2 separate regions of the Oryctolagus cuniculus genome follow, and region 1 is linked to region 2. Evidence: chromatin contacts called from public Hi-C data. All regions are on one chromosome and are shown on one strand. The core of a region is the stretch at or near the end of the contact, and the rest is flanking DNA. Distances in the headings are between cores, read along the strand shown.

Region 1 (2,700 bases), core at 13-2,512, 210 kb before region 2:
CGGTATCCTACATGGGCACCGGTTCATATCCGGCTTCTCCTCTTCTAATCCAGATCACCATTATGGCCTGGGAAAGGCCTGCACCCGCATGGGAGACCCGGAAGAAGTTCCCGGCTTTGGATTGCCCCAGCTCCAGCTGTTGCGGCCATTTAGCGAGTGAACCAGCGGATGGAAGACTCTCTCTCCTCTCTCTCTCTCTCTCTCTCTCTCTCTCTGCCTCTCTCTGTAATTCTACCTCTCGAATAAATAATCTTTTTTAAAAAAGATGTACCTGCCGGCACCCTGGCTCACTTGGTTAACCCTCCGCCTTCGGTGCCGGCATCCCATATGGGGTGCCAGGTTCTAGTCCAGGATGCTCCTCTTCCAGTCCAGCTCTCTGCTGTGGCCCTGGAAGGCAGTGGAGGATGGCCCAAGTGCTTGGGCCCTGCACCCTCATGAAAGACCAGGAGGAAGCACCTGGCTCCTGGCTTCGGATCGGTGCAGCGCCGGCTGTAGCAGCCATTTGGGGGGTGAACCAACGGAAGGAAGACCTTTCTCTCTGTCTCTCTGTCTCTCTCTCTCTCTCTCTCGCTAACTCTGTCAAATAAAAAAAAAATTAAATAAAATTTTTTTAAAAAGATGCACCTGACCATAGAAACTTAAAGAACAACAGACAAACTCAACCAGGGAGGTCGATGAATAAGCTATCTCTTCTAGGTAAAATATGCATCTGTTAATTAATGTTTCTTAAAGACGTATGTAATTTAACTTGAAGTGAATTGCAATCCCTGGCACCACACTAGGTCCTAGAGACAATAACTGTCTTCCAGTGATCTTCCAAGCCTCACCCCTCAGCTGACTGCTTCCAATAAAGCCTATTATTCTGAACTCAAGGTATTTTGGCTGGCTAGAATTTAAAATCCTGCTGGAATCTAGAAAGGTAACCTTGAAACTGCAATTCACCATGTATTTGAAGAAATTCATCACCATACATTTTTACTGACACACATAACTTTTTTTTCCTGTAGTGCACTATTGTTCTTGGTGCCCAGTGGCTTATTTAACCCTAACCAGGATGTGGGAACACAACAAAAATAATCTTTCTAAAACGGAACCTATTGATGCCGGATAAGATGAGAACAGCCTTCTAAACCACTGTGCCTAACGGATGGCCTTTCTCGCCCCGTGGAATGTCACTTCAAGTCCACTGCTCCCCCTGCTGGCTGGATAACAGAACACCCCAGACCTCTCACCCTGCCCAAGGCACGTCAGAGAAGGGAAATTCGCTTTCTCCGCTTCCCGTCTCCCAGTCATACAGCCGCCTTCGGCTCTCCCTCTTCCTTGCCCTCTCTGATCTAGCTTGAATATCTCTCTTCCATGGAACTAATAAAACAGAAGTTACAAAGAGGCGCACCCAAGCTCCAGCAGAGAGTGGCCTTTGGGGCGTGGAGAGCAGTTTAAGGCTACAAAGGCTGCCCCAAGGTACAGTGATGAACATGGAGGGTTTAAGCAGAAGTTATTCGGAACAGACAGACGAGAGGCTAGGACGGAAGAAAGGGAGGCTGAGCAAGTGGAGCTCTCTGGATCTGAACCCATCTGCCCCGTAGTCTTTGAAAAGGGGGTAAGGATGCCACCTCCCACTGGACTGTGAGGACAGGAGATGGGAACGCACAGCGGCGTCTCCTAGGACCACGGCCGTCAGTCCGTGCTACCAGCCTGTAGCTTCCTCACCAGGAAATCCCCTTACACCTGACAGATTCCTGCAGACTTTCAAACCCTCAGCATGTGGGAGAGCCCTCCACTCCAATCCCATAAAAAGGCATTGATCTCCACTAGAACTATGAAAATCACTTCGATTTTTCTTGCAAAAATCCACCTTCCAGTAAAAAATAAAAAGTAAACTTGCTGACAAAAAGGACAAATTTGCAGTTGGCCGACTGCTGTCCCATGCCATTAGAGGCATCCAACTTTAGGGAGAGAAGTTTCTGAGCCCCCTTTGCTTGCGTGGAAGCCAGTTCTCCAACACAAATGGACTATATAACTCACACATGTTGAATCTGCCAAACTCCTGACACTTAATTTTTACAATCTTTTTTCTAAAATTTTATCTCTGACAATGCACATCCTTACTCAAGAGTTGTCTGCACAAGCAATGATCATAATTGTTAAATTCATGTCCTTAGGGAAATTTCTTGGCCTGTATGAGTTTACTCAAGGGCTTTACACATCATTGAATCACCTATTATTGCCAGAGCTCCGAATGTCTATATGAGTAATAATATAAGTGGAACCACTTCAAAGAAATTCAGAAGCAGCTTTGATTATAGTTATTTCCAACATCATTTTTCTATTGCTGATTATAGATCTAATTTCCCTTATAATGCAGAAGTCTGAAATAATTTCTAAAACTTTATCAAATGTAACTATTAAAGTTTCCATCCTCTACTTTATTCATCATAAGATTTGTTCCTAATCAAAAGATTGTTTTTGCTTTGCTTCTTTTTTTTTTTTTTTTTTTTTTTTTTTTGGACAGGCAGAGTGGACAGTGAGAGAGAGAGACAGAGAGGAGAAAGGTCTTCCTCTGCCGTTGGTTCACCCTCCAATGGCCACCGCGGCTGGTGCACCATGCTGATCCGATGGCAGGAGCCAGGTGCTTTTCCTGGTCTCCCATGGGGTGCAGAGCCCAAGCACTTGGGTCATCCTCCACTGCACTCCCTGGCC
Region 2 (3,017 bases), core at 476-2,975:
TAGATTTCTTAGGTTTGAATTTTCCCTATTTTCCATCTACACTGGTTTTTAATCTCACTTTTTAGGGAAAAAAAAAAAAAAAGGATGAGACTCCGCTAACACCTAAGTGAAGTAATTTGGGATTAACAAACAAATCGGCAGGAGTCTGCCAGTGCGGCGGCGGCGCGGAGCAGTCGCCTTAGGAACCTGAGAAATCCTGGAGCGAGTCCAGCTTAGAGAACCAGGTCAGGTGCCTCGGAGGCTGCATCCGAGGGCACCTCGTAAAAGCACGGTTTTCCGCCGTGGGCGCCCTCGCTCCCACGCCGGCGGGCCGCGCCTCGCGCGGAATCTCCACCAAGGGGCTGGGGTCCGCGGCGCCGGGCCCGCCTCGCGGAGCAGCCCGCGGGGAGCCGCACGCTCGGCTCGGCCCTCGTCTCCGAAGCCAAGCGGGCTCCGCTGCAGACCCTGCGGGTTGCCCCGCACCCCTACTCCTTTCCCTGGGACGACCGTCACCGTGCGGTTCTCCCCGCGCGCGGCGCCGTGCGGTGCGTGGATGCGACCGCGCGCGGAGGCTTGAACCCTCCTGCTCCTCGCTAACGTGCAACACCCAGGCGTTTCCGCGCATCCACGCACGCAGACACTCGGGGCTGCCAGGCTTCGGGGCTCCCGCACCTAAACGCACGCATCCGCCCCACGCGATTCGCGAAAAGGCGACGACGTAGCGGGGAGAGCGAGATTAGCGCGGCTGCCTCGCAGGCGCCTCCGACAGGCCGGGGCCGGGCGCCCCGCGGCCAGCCGAGCGCCCCGCAAGCATCCACAGCTGTGCTGAATCGTCTCCGCTTTCTCAAAAAATCGTGCGCGCGGCGCCCCTGGCCCCGGCCTGGCTGAGCCCTGACCTCGGCGCCCTCGGCGGCTGCCGGCGCTGCGTGACCCGCGTCCCTGCCCGAGAACCGCGCTGGGCACCAAGGGGTGAATTCGGTGGTTGTAATGTCCCTAATTTTAGGGCGCTCTCGCTCTTTCTCTCTCTGTCGGTCAGATTTAAAAAAAAAAAAAAAAAAAAAAAGGAGATGGGGGTTGGGGAAGATGTGCGTGTGCAAGGCCGATGCAGGTCCACGCCCGTTTCCTTCGGCCCGCAAAGCCCCGGCTGCGGGGGAGCGGCCCCCGCCCCAGGAACGGGGGGCAGCGACCCCCGGCTCCGGGCTGTGGGCGTCGGGGAGGCCCAGCGCGTGCGGGGGAGGGGCGCCAGGCCCGGGCCAGGGAGCCGGCGCCCGCCGGCCCAGGGAGGGGCGCGCGGGGACGAGAAGGCCAGGGGTCGGGCCTTTGGGGGGGACGCCCTGGGCCCCCCGCGAGAGGGGCGCCTCGGCCCGCACGAGGGGGGCTGGCGCTCCCAGGCCGCGCCCAGCACCCGCAGCCCGGGCGGGGGCGGGGGAGGCGGCGGCCTGCGGGGCCCCGGGACCTCCCTACCGCGCGCAGGCCACTAACCTGTAAGCAAGAACGTGCCAGCGGTCGTGGGGCTCATCCTGCGCGCCCCGCGACCCCGCGCCGTCCACGCCCTGGGGTCTCCCAGCGCCCAGCACCGGGGAAATGGCATTCTTGGCCTGGCTGAGGCCGGCCGTCCTCGAGTCTCCCTCCCCTCCCTTTCTTCTTTCCTCCCAGCGTGGCCAGTTCAGCATCAGCATCCCGCACCCCCCTCCTCGATCCCGCACTCCCCCTAGCGGCGGGCCCCCGAAGCGGGACGGCGCCCCCGCCCCTCCCCCCACCGCCCCCGCAGCCCGCCGCCCTCCCCCCGCCCGCGGAGCACGCCGGGATTGGGCGCCCCCTCCTCGCCTCAGCCAATATAAGGCGCGCACTCGGCGCTCCGGGTACACGCGCTTCAACTTCGGTTGGTGTGTGTCCAACAGACCTTGCCGAGACCCCCGACCCAGGAGCACCGCGGAGCCGGACCCTGCGCCTCGAGACCCCTCCGACGAGTGCGCTCGCGGCCCGAGCCCCCTTGGGCTGCTGAGCGCCCGTGGAGCCCGCGCTGAGGAGACCACGCGTGGTGAGTATGCGGTGAGGACGTCTTCTTTTAAGCTCACCTTCGTCCCCACCCCGCGTCCCTTCCGACGCCCCCCGTCCTCGTCTCTCTCCAGGGCAGCCTGCGGGAGACGGAGTAGCGCCCCGCGGACGTCTCCCCGCGCTCCGTGTCCCGCCTTCACGGCATTCGGTGTCGGCACGCGAGTCCACAGACGGACGGACGCGAGCTGCGTGGACGGACGCGAGCTGCGTGGACGGACGCGAGCGAGGTCCTCGAAGGCGCCACCACCGAGTTATGTGCAAACTCCGTGGTAGCCGCGCGCTGGGTGTTGATGCCGCGTGCGTGGCCGCGCCGCGGGTGTGAACCGCAGCGCTGCGCGGGCTGCGTGCAGCCTGCACACAGGTTTTTGCGCCTGGACATCGCGCCCGCGGAGCGCAGGCTTGCGGGAGCGATGCTGTTAGCGCCGCAGCGCGCCGACCGCCCGCCCGCAGAGGTACATGAGCTGCGGAACGTTGGCGCCGAGCCGGCCGCCCCTGCAGGGGCCGCTGCCGCAAGGGCGCGGGAGCTGCCGCGGTGCCCACCCCGGGGGCAGCGCGAGCCGCGGCCCCTCGGCCGGAGAGCCCAGCGCTGCCCCTCGTGGAGCGGCTCCCGCCGTGTCTTTCCGCGAGGTGGTTCTCCCCTCGATACTGATCTCCAGACAAAATGGAGCCCCAGCCCGAGGTCGGCGTGCAGCGGGGTGCCCGTGCCGCGCGTGGAGTGGCGGGGCGCGGACTCTGGGGGAGGCAGAGCGGGCTGCCTGCTTGCGCGTGTCTAACGTGAGTGGTGGCGGACTTGGCGCGGCGGCGCGAATTGGCGGCCAGCAACAGTTTGTGGAAACTGTCGCTCGTGGGGGATCGGGGGTGACCACAGCTCTTGCTTCGTGAATTGAACTTGCAGGGAGGGGTTTGGGGAGGGGGCTCCTGGGGAGGGCGCGGCGCCCGGGCTCGGGCTGCCCCGCCCATCCGAGTGTGCAGGCTCTGCA

Evidence for each region. Hi-C and Micro-C count contacts between places; a contact is called where the count stands out from the background.
Region 1: a contact with region 2 is called in a Hi-C map of an unstated tissue, with 1.8 times the contacts expected there. The contact joins the enhancer-like site here to the promoter of SGCE in region 2. A contact is called at or near these places in 2 of 6 Hi-C or Micro-C datasets (psoas muscle and an unstated tissue).

Annotation. Positions count from the first base shown.
Region 1 is chr16:41,500,178-41,502,877 of mOryCun1.1, reverse strand. No RefSeq gene overlaps it. Among named protein-coding and RNA genes, the nearest start is that of COL1A2, 42 kb to the left of the region's middle. Within about 2 kb of position 1,262, at least 1 of the 8 cell types and tissues checked has an H3K27ac peak or open chromatin away from gene starts, as enhancers often do.
Region 2 is chr16:41,294,962-41,297,978 of mOryCun1.1, reverse strand. It overlaps SGCE (sarcoglycan epsilon), which reads right to left and starts at 1,725. Exons shown (of 10, transcript XM_070059430.1): 1 at 1,462-1,725. The coding sequence starts at 1,570. It overlaps PEG10 (paternally expressed 10), which reads left to right and starts at 1,745. Exons shown (of 2, transcript NM_001302484.2): 1 at 1,745-2,031. The coding sequence starts at 2,027.